Regions from separate parts of the Triticum aestivum genome. Here region 2 is linked to region 1. The links are chromatin contacts, called in public Hi-C maps. All regions are on one chromosome and are shown on one strand. Each heading gives the region's core, a stretch centred on a gene start, on an enhancer-like site or on the middle of the called end of the contact. The rest is flanking DNA. Distances are from core to core; before and after follow the strand shown.

Evidence for each region. Hi-C and Micro-C count contacts between places; a contact is called where the count stands out from the background.
Region 2: a Hi-C map of leaf shows a contact between it and region 1, with 4 times the contacts expected there. The contact joins the promoter of LOC123137433 here to the promoter of LOC123137432 in region 1. A contact is called at or near these places in 2 of 5 Hi-C or Micro-C datasets (both in leaf).

What each region holds. Positions count from the first base shown.
Region 1 is chr6B:452,818,673-452,825,009 of IWGSC CS RefSeq v2.1, forward strand. It overlaps LOC123137432 (integrin-linked protein kinase 1), which reads right to left and starts at 3,120. Exons shown (of 12, transcript XM_044557185.1): 1 at 2,455-3,120; 2 at 2,107-2,181; 3 at 1,891-1,995; 4 at 1,505-1,587; 5 at 580-700; 6 at 264-343. The coding sequence starts at 2,898.
Region 2 is chr6B:452,958,332-452,964,668 of IWGSC CS RefSeq v2.1, forward strand. It overlaps LOC123137433 (acetolactate synthase small subunit 2, chloroplastic), which reads left to right and starts at 2,972. Exons shown (of 12, transcript XM_044557188.1): 1 at 2,972-3,196; 2 at 3,340-3,553; 3 at 4,555-4,638; 4 at 4,751-4,819; 5 at 4,918-5,001; 6 at 5,120-5,275; 7 at 5,875-5,961; 8 at 6,235-6,337. The coding sequence starts at 3,030.

The DNA.
Region 1 (6,337 bases), core at 1,870-4,369:
AAAACTAGCCCATGAACTTCATAAATCATTTGTGATTTCATTTTGTTTCATTGAAATAACACATAACTGAAAATTGAAAACCATTTCATTTAGATGACTCAAATTAATTTTCTTGTTTTTCCTGTCTAAAAATAAAGAAAATAAACTTATTGTCACGTGACTACAAAATGATGCACTGACACGAGCAGTTCCAGTCAACAATTCAAATGGTAGATACAGCTTTGAAGGAAAACAAGATACATATGTCATGAATCCTAACATACCTTGCAATGTCAAGGGCAAACCTGATCGCTTTATAAGATTGCACGCGACCTTTTGTCTCAAGATAGCTCGCTAGATCACCCTAATGAGGGAACACAAATCCAGTCATCGATGATAGAAGAGTAATATTGTTAGGTAAATCCAATAGGATTACTTTCTACTGTTCTAATAACAAAAAAAATATTGTTCAGGTGACTTAAGTGCATAGTACTCCATAAATTTATGTGAAGAAACCCTGCTAGTTGGAGGATTGCTTTTTCGAAATGATCAAAAGTGAATACATGCATTTGTTCTGTTGAATCAAGCACAACTACTCACTTTTTGGTGGTATTCTGAAACAATCATCAGTGGTACATTTTGTGTAACAGCTCCCACAAATTGGACCAAATTGGGATGCCGCGCTTTCTCCAGTAAAGTAAGCTCGTGTTTGAATGCCTCTCTGAGTTGATATGACGACAGAACTTAGCAGTATTGAATGACACATGATAAGCATAGCCCAAATCAAAATAAAAAGTTCATGACTATGAACTGAAAAAAGCTGTTTAGACTGAAACTGTATTAAGTTAGTTTGTCAAACTAATTACATGATAATAAATACTGTGATAACTCCATAAGGGAACCCCAGCTCGGTGCACCCACGCTACACCCAGGCAAGAAAACATAGCAAAACATTTCGAAAATATCTGAAACTTTGTGGAAATGATTATGAACAAATATTATAGATGCTTGCAAAGTTTGGTGGTCAAATGACATCCGAGGAGGTGTGTACAAAAAAACAAAACTAGAAATTTTGCTCAAATAGTGCACGTACATTTTGAGTAATTTTTTTTGTACAGAGCTCCTCGAATATCATTTGACCACCAAACTTTGCAAGCACCTATAACATTTGTTCATAATCCTTCCCACAAAGTTTCAGATATTTTCGAAATGTTTTGTTATGTTTTCTTGCCTGGGTGTAGCGTGAGTGCACGAAGCTGGGGTGTAGTAATAATATTTTTCCTGTAACTTGTTTATAAAAAGAGAAATTATTATTCAAGTTCAATGAACAGAGAGGATGCCAAGGTGAGTTGTAGGATTGTCTGGCACAATATCTCAACAAACTATACTACTATTGAGCGTTATATGATTATAATAGACCCAATTCATCATGATAATTGTCTTAGATACAGTACTAAACTTCAGTGTGCAACTTCATGGTTATCAAATAAAAAAGGTTGTAAAAGTTCAAGGAGGCAGCTCATACATGCTATCTCCGTCTGAGAAGCTATCTTTGTCAAGTATCTTCACGAAAACTTTGGAGCCATACCATTTGGCTACATAGTAACCCTGTACAAATTGTATGACAGGTAAGGCGGTCATAGTTATGTCAAACCAATCAAATCAGCAAATGCAAATTTAGATAAACCTACAGTAGAAGATATGATTTTCTTGTTTTTGAGTACTAATAGTAGGGCTTAAATTATCATGGAAATCGACATAAGAATCATGTTTTCAACCTTAACACTTTTAAGCATCAATAAGTCCACTGTGCAAAGAATTGTTAGCACTCTTATCCAAGGAACTCAAATACATGAAGAAAGACACCGTGCAAAAAGAGAAAACAAAAGGAGGGAGTTTATTGAGACATGCCTTTGTAACCTCCTCTCCTCTTCGGAACTCGAGTTCAAGAGGGTTCAGTTCATACTCTGGAACTTCTTTGGGATTTGACACAGTCATTGGAGTCTTTTTGGTTTTCTGGTAGAGGAGAATAACAAATATATAGAAATTATTTTCCATATCATAGCAATAGCAAGAGTTAAGAAGAGTTCCGGGAATTTTGAATTACGAAAATAAGAAATGCATTACCGGAAGTTTTGCTCCTCTTGCTCTGAGAAGGTTGTACACTTCAAAGTGCCCGTAATGTTTAGCATCCGCTGCTGGCTGAAAATTGGATGCATAGAAATACAAGCTGAAATCAGGTTCGGCTAGATAAGTAGTCGCACGTGCCATGCGCCTATATTATCGCTATTTCCGAATGCATCAGGTTGGTCATTGCCCCAATGTGGCAGACCCTGTACTCTTAGTACGATGTAATTGCACAAAGGAAATGACCAGAGGTGCTTGTGATAGGAAGTATGCAAAGTGCGGGACGTAGCGAAATTCAGGTGACGCATAGCAGGGTGGCGAGAGAAGAAAGTTGGGCGAAGGGCGCACCGTGCTGCCCCATCGGTCGCGGGCGTTGATGTTGGCCTTCCAGCCGAGCAGCAGGCGCACCACCTCCCCCCGGCCCTCGCAGGCGGTGATGTGCAGCGCCGTGCGGCCGTCGAAGTCAATGCTGTCGACGTCCACCCCTTCCCTGAGCAGCTCCTCCACGCCGGCCGCGTCCCCCTGGCACGCCGCGTACAGCAGCCGCATGGTGGCGTCCAGGTTCTCCGGCATGGCCAGCACCGCCCCGTCATCGGGCGCCGGCGTCGGGTCGAGCGACGACTGCCTCGCTAGGCCGAACCTGGTCGGCCCCGCCGCCGCCACGGCCCCCGTCGCCGCGGCCGCCCCACGCCGCGGGGTGTGCGGCTCCAGCGACAGCTGGCGCCACACCCGCGCCGCCCCCGACGACAGCTGCCGCGAGAAGCTCCGCGTCAGCTTCGCCGCCGCGGCCATCGCCTCCGCCTCCTGCGTCCAACCACCAGGCGCGGCGCGAGATCGAGGCACAGCGAGAATCCGCGCCCGGTTTTTGGTGCGTGGGATCTCGCGCGGAGGTGGGTGCTTCTGGGGATTGGAGACGAATGATGATTGGGCGTGGGCGTAATAAAAATCGGGCGGAGACTCGAGATGGTGACCAGTGGCAGCGGAGCGGGAGTTGTTGGTATCAGCGTAGTGGGAAGCAGAGCAAGGGAGGGGAGGGAGCCGATCGACAGGGAATAACCGCCGGTGAGGGGGGAGCATCGCGGGTACAGCTCGGACTCGATCTGAGTTCAAAAGGTTAAGAGTCACTGACTGCCGGGGGCGGGCAGCTGTGGGGTCAGTGTGTCGGTGGGCAGTGGTGCGGGAGTCCAAGGGGTTTTGCGTGCTTTTGTCGCTTCATGGGAACACTTGCCGACGACTTTCTGTTTTTTTCCCCTTCCTACAAGTCGGAATTATTCGCCTTCGTCTAGCTGAATATCTAGCGGGCGGGCTGCGAAGACTTGTTGCCAGTTGAATTTTCCTTTGGTCTGCCAGTCCATAGGCTGCTAATTTTTTTTTTTTTTGGCTGCTAAATATAGTCTTGTTTACTTTGGGGCACTGAATGCAAGTCCATTAGTCCACATTTGATGCAGTAATTCATATTAGTAGTTGAGTTATTATAGTACTACTCCCTCTATGGCTCTATAATAAAGAAACATAAGAACGTTACTGATTCTTGTTGTCCCTATATATCTGTAATGATCGCTCTGGCTCTGGGTGTATGATCTTCGGGATGGAAAATAGTGGATCGCTTGTAAAATGGACCAGCTTCGTATCACCGAATCTTCTCCGTTCTTATTTTTACCTGTTGTGTCATTTTCTAGGAGGAATACAATGCTTTTCCGTTCTTTCCAATGACAAACAGGAAAACAATCATTAATTCTAGGAGTATATTTCTTTACGGAGGAAATACTATCCTACTCCCTCCTTCCATCTATATAGGGCCTAATGTGTTTTTCGAGATTAACTTTGACCAAATATTAGAGCAATAATATATGACATGCAACTTACACAAAGCACATCATCAAATTCGTATGTGAAAGGAGCTTTCAATGATATAATTTTCACATTATGCATGTCATGTAGTATTAATTTTATCAACAGTCAAAGGCGGTCTTGAAAAACGCATTAGGCCCTATATAGATGGAAGGAGGGAGTATTGCGGTGTGGTGAAAAAACAGAGGGTTGATCAGAATGCCATAACTTATTAGTACATTTCATGGGTCATATATTAGGTAATATCATCGAAATCTTGTCGCTTAACCTTTAAGCTCCAGTGTCTTCATGGATTGAGCAACACGTTATCTTATTGTTAGTACTTGTAAAAAACTAGAGTCGCTCCGGGCTTTGCCCATGCGTGCAAAGCTTAAAGGTGAGGCAGCACGCAATGCGTGTGGAATCGTGTGCTTCTGCTGCTGATCTGTGATCTCTTTCGGAGATTCTTCATGTTGCTGCTAGCGCCTCAATACAAACAGTGGTCTCCATGTTTGGACGGCGATTGTTGCGAGTGCGTGCTTTTTTTTTTTTTGAGGGAGTGGATCAGTTTGGTTGGTTCATGTCCATTTGGGGGCCTCAGTTTCCGAGAGTGGATCAGACCAGACTTGTTCCCCGCTTAGCTGCTGCTGCTACTAGACTTCAGTCGCACTCATCGCGAAAACCCATAACGGGGCAGACGGATCTTATCTGCGTGGGGAAAAGATAATACTCTTACTAAGAAAAGTCGGTCGACGAGAGAGAGAGAGACAGAGGGAGGGATGCATATACACGATCTATGGTAAGTGGGCGGCTCCGCGGCGAGCGGCAGCTTCCTTGCCATGGCCGTACGTCAACACCGTGTCTGTGTGATTAGTTCGCGTCTCGCGTGCTTGTGGATTTCACGATGGGAAGACGTCGCCGTCTGGACGGATTCCTCCCCGCGGCCATGTCGGACGCGGCCGTCGGCATCGGCGTCGCTGCCCACCGCGACAGCGAGTGCTCCCCCACTTGCCATGCCCGCCCGCCCGTCGCGACTGGGCTCGGCCCGGCTCCTGGCGCCCAAGTGCCAGCCCTTACAAGTAGAGCGTGTGTGTTCTCCTAACTTACCACCACATCAAATCGCTGCTCCCTTTCCTTTAAAAAAAATCGCTGCTCGCTGGGGAGTGGGAACCACTCCAGCCCAGCCGCGGTTGGTTGTTCGGTCGCTTTCTCCTTGTTTATTTTAATCTTTAATCGCATGGCTTTGTACTACGTTGTTAAGCCAAAAGATGGATTTCTTTCAGAAAAAAGTCAAAAGATGGAAGATTATTTTTTGGGGTGAAAACTTATACTCAATGACAGTAAAACTACAATCTGCTAAAGCTAGCTCCACGACAACAGAGGGCCAGAACCAAGCCAAGTCATGATTCTACTTTCCGTTCTAACAAAATTTGCTAGGCAAACGTTAACCTTATTTTGATTTGGACTAACATGAGTAATGTGAGTAAATAACACAAAACTACCACAGTTTGGGTAGGGTTGTGAAAAACTACCATTTTTCGAAACCTTCCTAAAACCTACCATGAAGTTGGTTTTGGTTTCAAAAAGTTATCATGTTGCACTGATGACTATGTTGATAAATTTTAATTGTGATTATGACTACTCGGGTCCGCTCATCAAGTCTGACATGGCATAAAAGTCAACACTGTTCACTCTTACCGTTAGGTTGGCATTGACAGGTTATGAAGGGTGGAGACGTGGGGCCTGAATATTTTTAAACAATCAGGTCCCTAAAAAAAGTTAAAAGCAATCAAGGCCATGTATTTTTTTTAAAGGCACATAGGTCCCTGAAAGAAAAAAACAATCGGTTCCCTGCAAATCGGAGCACACCCACGCTTGGCCCGCCGCCGGCGAGCTCGTTGAGTGAGTTCTGGATTAAGGGGTCCTCGGGCAGCCGGACTATTAATATGGTCCGGACTGTTGGGCTGTGAAGATACAAGATAGAAGACTTCTTCCCGTGTCCGGATGGGACTCTCCTTGGCGTGGATGGCAAGCTTGGTGATTTGGATATGTAGATTCCTTTTCTCTATAACCGACTTTGTGTAACTCTAGCTCCCTCCGGTGTCTATATAAACCGGAGGGTTTAGTCCGTAGAGGCAACAACAATCATAATCATAGCCTCATAGGCTAGACTTCTAGGGTTTAGCCATTACGATCTCGTGGTAGATCAACTCTTGTAATACTCATATTCATCAAGATCAATCAAGCAGGAAGTAGGGTATTACCTCCATAGAGACGGCCCGAACCTGGGTAACCATTGTCTCCCCCGCCTCCTGTTACCATTAGCCTTAGACGCACAGTTCGGAACCCCCTACCCGTGATCCGCCGGTTTTGACACCGACATTGGTGCTTTCATTGAGAG
Region 2 (6,337 bases), core at 1,722-4,221, 140 kb after region 1:
GACTTTAAGTCTGTCGAGGCCGAAGAATCCCGACTGTTGTTGTGGGGGTCGTTTCTCCTTCTTCTCCGGGTGCTATACCTTTGTTATGCACTGGGGGAAGGAGGAGTAACGACCATCACCGACGGTCGCAAATGTCAGAGTGGAATCAGTGAGGAAGAGTCTCCATCATATATGAGAGGACGAAGAATCCCGACTGTTGTCATGGGGTAGCTTCTCCTTCGTTCCCATGTGCTAGAAAATTTGGTGTAATGCACTCGGAAAAGAAAGGAGGAGCTACCATCACCGACGTTGAATATATACACCACGTGAGCTGAGAGTTTTCAAGAAAAGACTCGACAGACCGATAGTCAACCCGTGATGAATAATAATGATCTAATTTTTTTTGTAGTACATATATTTAATTGTACAAGTTTAATCTTTGAATTATGAACATAAGAAATGTCGTCGGACGAAGAAGGTCTCGGGGGAGTGCTCCTGGTGCGGCGACAACTGGGGTTTCTGCGACGGGCCTCACCTGGACGAAGGTCGGCGCTTCAGCATTAAGCTCTAGGAGACCTTCGATTGTGAAATGGTACGCTACGACGCAAAGTGTTTTTTCGTAATTAAGCTTGACTTCTACTACTTCAACGTGTAATTTTTGTCTTTTACAATTCGACTAGCTTATCCCATGCCATGCAAGACGCTATGTCTTGGAGAGGATGGGTCTTGAAGATCATGAGAGGAATGAAGCAAAGAAAATTAACCCAAGGACCCATCATGGTATGGATTTTGAGGTAAATCTATACAATCCTGAGAGCGTAACCCATTTTGGTTGCCCGGGTTGGGAAGCACTTTGCAAGATGTATGATTTTCAAGAGGGTATGTTTGTCACCATGGATCTTGGTGATCCTAACATCGACCAAGACAATTTAGACATTTGGGTCTTTGTTGATACGCTTCCAATTCTACTGCTATGTGAGTTCCTCAAACATAGTTATTAAGTAATTTATATTGTTTATTTTAAAATAGTTGACAACTTATTTCCATTGATAGCTTATTTTCATTTTTCAAAGAATGTGCGGAAGATGATAGACAGAACCAACTACACCGATGGCTTTGAGTTAACTTATCAGGAGAAAAATCATCTGGTCGGATATTGTACTGAAATTGAGAATTACAATGCCTTTTATCGAACTCCAGATTATGGTCAATACGTGCCACTAGTGCACGTGTTGAACCACGATAACTTTCATGAAGATATCCTGGTAAGATTTTTTACTATTACGACATCCGTGTATCTTTTGCATACTCCTACGAAATTATTACTATGTTTTTCAACAGAAAATCCCGATGGATTGTGTGCCTCATTTGATGTATCAGAATTGTCGCCTTGATGTTTTGAACATACAGACAGGTCGTCCTACGAATCTCACCTGTCCATGCCGGATTTCTAAAACCGGTGAACACATAATAATCAAAGAATGGAAAAAATGTATGGACAGTCGTAAGGAGGTTCTTGGAAGCAACATTGTGCAAAAGGAAAGAATTGGAGACAGGATAATCTCCATTCTCCATAATGGAGAGTCAGGGGCTATCTTGTTTTATGCTATTTTACCTAAGATAATATAGTAGGTCCTAAGAGAATGTAGTAGGTTCTATGAGGTGCAATATGTTTATGAGAGTTGATGATGAGGACTAGTTGTGATTATGTCTAGTGACCAACTTGTATGTGATGTCTCATTGATGAAAATGATGATCATGAGGAGGTGTTATATGACAATGATGTATTATCATGATAAGTTGTTAATGATATGATGATGATGATGATGATATTTATTATATCATTGGGTGAAAGAACCGCGCATTAGTTTCAAGTGGATGTCCATCCACTTGAAACTAGTCCACGGTTCTTTCTCGCAGTGATGTAATAACTCATTATGATGTAAAAACATTCTCTAAATTGCTGCAGTATGAGAACTTGTATAAAGGTGTATGAATACAACACAAAATAAAAAAGAAATACGAAATAATAGTAGTAACGCGTGATGGGAGAGGTGCTACTACTAATTACCAGTAGCGCTCCTAGTGGAAAGCGCTGCTACTAAGTCGATATAGCAGTAGTGTGGTCCGACACACGCTACTGCTAACTTTTAGTTGTAGCGCCTTACTAGTAGCGCTGTTCCCCGCGCTACTGATATGCTTTAAACACACGCTACTGCTAGGGTTTTCCCTAGTAGTGGGCGGGAGGCGGCGGCGTAGTAGTGCTAGGCGTAGTTATTTTTTTTAATTTGTGTTTTTTTTGTACAAATATGAATAAAATCGCCTAGTTTGAACGAATTTGTGTTGTGTTTGGCCGATTTTCTTTTTCAAAAAACGGCGTCTGGGGCTGTGGCTGGAAAACCGATTGCCCGCACCGAATTTATCGCCGATTTCCCCCAGGCGGCGCTATTTCAAGCCTCTGGGGGCGAACAGCTGGAGATGCTCTAACAAAACAGCCCCGGACAGAAAAAAAAACACAGCCACGTTGCACAGTGTAGTACACGACAATCAGCAAAAGCTAACACGCGGGAACAACTTTCGGCTGTTGCGCTGCCTTTATGCTTCGTCTGGGCAATGCTCTGCGCGGCCTGCCGTGGCCAGAAACGACGAAGTGGCATGCCACGACGGGACACGTATGGTGCGTTGTGGGCGTGTGTGTATCTTTTTTGCGCAAAGATGGCTTTGCGCCTTTGCCACGATTTGACAACTGCGGATTCGCCTCGTTTTGTAGTAGCAGCACTTTCACATGCAACTCGTAGCACCCGAGAGAGAGAGAGAGAGAGGATATACCGAATTTGGTGGGTGGCCCCAGCGCACCCGGCCCAACTGAAAACGTGGCCACCCGTGACACATCTCGCGTATCGTATCACACTGTCTGGCACGCGCGGCTGGGGGCAGCTTCGTAATTCCCCCCCGCATAAACCCTACTTTGCTGTTAAACCAACACACTGTCCTGTCCCGTCCATCACTTCCCGATAGCCAGCCACCAACTTCGCCCTCGACCACCATCCATGTCCGTCGCCACCGCCCACCACCTCCGCCCGTCGCCACCGGCGGCCCGCGACCGCCTCCCCGGATGCGCCGCGCGCGCCTCCTTCCGGCCCCTGCGCCGCCGCGGAGTCGCCGCGGGGGCGACCGCCGCCGTGTCGGCGGTCGCCGCGACCGCCAAGAGGGATCCGTAAGCGCCTCTCCCCTCCGCAATGCGGTCTCCGTTTCTGATACTTCGCGCATGAATCCCGTCTTGCCGCGCCCGGTGTCCCCCGCTGCGCGCGTTACTCGTTTGAGCTGACTTTTGATGGGAGTTGCTAGCCGGGATTGCAGGGTGCGGCGCCACACGATTTCCGTGTTCGTCGGGGACGAGAGCGGCATGATAAACAGGATTGCCGGGGTGTTCGCAAGGAGAGGCTACAACATCGAGTCACTCGCCGTGGGGCTCAACAAGGACAAGGCCCTCTTCACCATCGTCGTCTCAGGGACGGATAGGGTGCTCAAGCAAGTCATTGAGCAGCTCAATAAGCTCGTCAACGTCTTGAATGTCAGTCTGCCGTTCCACATTTTGCACCACTTTATTACTCCGTATATGGTTAGGAGGAGTAAATCATTCGGCTTTCATGCCACTTGGTTTCAACAGACTTCAGAAGATTTCACCGGCTTCAAAATTTTCTGTCAGCTCTAGCAATATACTACAGTATAAAGTGCTAATTTGGTCATAAACACCTTAGCCGTATTCTGCGGTAATACTCAATTCCATTATAATCACAGCTTCAATAGTCATTTCGACGTCAGAAAAAAGCTCTTTTTGTGACATTAGTCTTTAAACGTCTAACAAAAAAAACTCGACTGGTGGGGCTTTGCACTAAGAAGAATCTCTTCCTGGCCCGGTCAAGAAAAGGCCCTGAAGGCCGTCTGCCTGGACGCGCCACATGTGGGCCCTTAAACGTGTAATCAGTTGATAATTTTGCAACAAAAAGTGTAAGTTGAGAAATTTACTCTTATGTCTATACAGATGTGTCCTGGTTGTGTAGTGTGTTGTAAATTTTGTTTGTATGTAAGGAAATACAGTTACTTTGATCACTGCTGTACCTTGTCTTCAGTGATGTCGAGCATATATTCACATGGTAATAATCCAAGTAAGAAGCAGTTTGTATGTTTGGTAAAAATCACTGTGTTGCATGGAATCAGGAGTATTAAGTTGTTTCCATATAACCTTATCATAATTGTTATACTGAAGATGCTTAAAAAGAACGGACTCACAGATGGATTTTTTTTCCTGCCATTGTGCACATACAGCATATCCAAAGAAAACAGCTATTTTAACGAATCTAAGCTTATTTCATATCACCTTGCATAATTGTCTGTTGTCTGCTTATCGTTCCTACCATCTAGATGAATTAAATAGTGTGATGTGATGTTTTCCTTTTTATCCCAAGCATTGGTATGTTCCTGGTTTGCAGATTTCTTTTCTTATTGCATGTTGTTCTGTGATCATATAAATGTTTGTTAATATATATTGTATTTGAATCCAATAAATTGCAGGTTGAGGATCTATCTAAGGAGCCTCAGGTTGAAAGAGAGCTCATGCTTATAAAACTCAGTGTTGAACCAGATCAACGTGCTGATGTAAGATATGCTGTTGACTTGTATCTGCATAGTCACTGAATTAGTATATTGGTACTTCCATACACAGTTGCAACGATACTCTTAATGTGCTGTTTCTTCTCATGGTTGATAGGTCATGTTTGTAGCTAATGTTTTCAGAGCGAAAGTTGTTGATATTTCTGAGAACAGCCTAACTCTGGAGGTAAAAACTCTTGATCTCCAACAGTTCTGCATATAGTATATGTGTTCCTTGTTTTATGCCGGGTGAAGCCTTTGATACTTATTTGATCAATGCTGTAGGTAACTGGAGATCCTGGGAAAATCGTTGCGGCACAAAGGAACCTAAGCAAATTTGGGATCGAAGAAATTTGTCGAACGGGAAAAGTATTTTCTGAATCATTTGCTGCCTACATGCATGGGCATATTTTTCTGAATCATTTGCTGCCTACTTCCACGGGCATATTTTCTTCATTAACTAATTCTTATCTCCCAACGTTCTTAGATTGCTTTGAGGCGTGAAAAGATCGGAGCAACTGCTCGTTTCTGGGGGTTTTCTGCTGCTTCTTACCCAGACCTTGTAGAAGCATCGCGCAAAAATCCTCTTACCTCTGTGAATAAGACGGTTAATGGCAGTTTTGATCAACCATCCAGTGCCGGGGTATGTTTCTATGCTTATAAGAGTAACTCAATGTTTGTTGCCTATTTCTTCTTGTTCTTCTTGTCCTGTTACAACTGTTGTAAAAGGTGGCGTCTAGGCTTTAGGAGTACCTTTTAGGACACTGCTGTTTGCAGATTAAATACTTGGTAACCTATGCTTGAGAGATGCCTCTTGTGTGTGGATAATGCAAGAAAGATTTTGAGGTGCAAGAAAAGAAAGATCTTGCGAACTGGTATATCTTAATAGTTATTTAATGCAAACAAATGCAACTAAACTTCTTTGCCACCAGTAGAAATCCCAGTGCAGCCATCGTTCCATAAGTGATTCTTTTTAGAGAAAAATTAGTTTGTATACCCGGTTATAGGAAATAAAAAAATAGAAAGAAAAGTAGAGTTCATACAGTGAAACTGGGGAGACCTGCATTCATATAAAACTGAAGACCACACTCAGACTTTTAAATGTGCAACCGAAGTAACATAACCGAGTAGAATATTTCCAGACTTCCAGTAAACATATGAGATACATTATTACAGTATGTATGTCTATTGCTACTGATTCTTATAACATGTGGTTGTTTTGACTTTGAACTGTGCGTGCAGGGTGATGTTTATCCTGTGGAACCTTATGAGAGCTTGTCCATGAACCAAGTACTTGATGCCCATTGGGGTGTTCTTGATGATGAAGATGTAAGTTCAAAGAATTCCAGTTTTGCAAAAGAAACATCATTTGTTTTTTAATTAAATTGACCTATAGACTGCATGCACTGTTTATTCAAAGCTGGATCTAATTCTATTTTGACTGCAGTGTGTTCTCATTTTGCATCTTCATTCATTTTGCAAACAGTCAAATATAAATGAAGGCCTCTGTAGCTTTAAGCATCACAGTGCCTAATCGACATGATAATATGTGCTGTAGCAATGGTGCAGCTTCTAAGCTAATGATGACTTTGTTTGGTACAGTCAAGCGGGCTTCGCTCACATACTCTCTCCATCCTTGTGAATGATTGTCCTGGTGTCCTCAACATTATAACAGGGGTCTTTGCTCGCAGGGGATACAGTATAC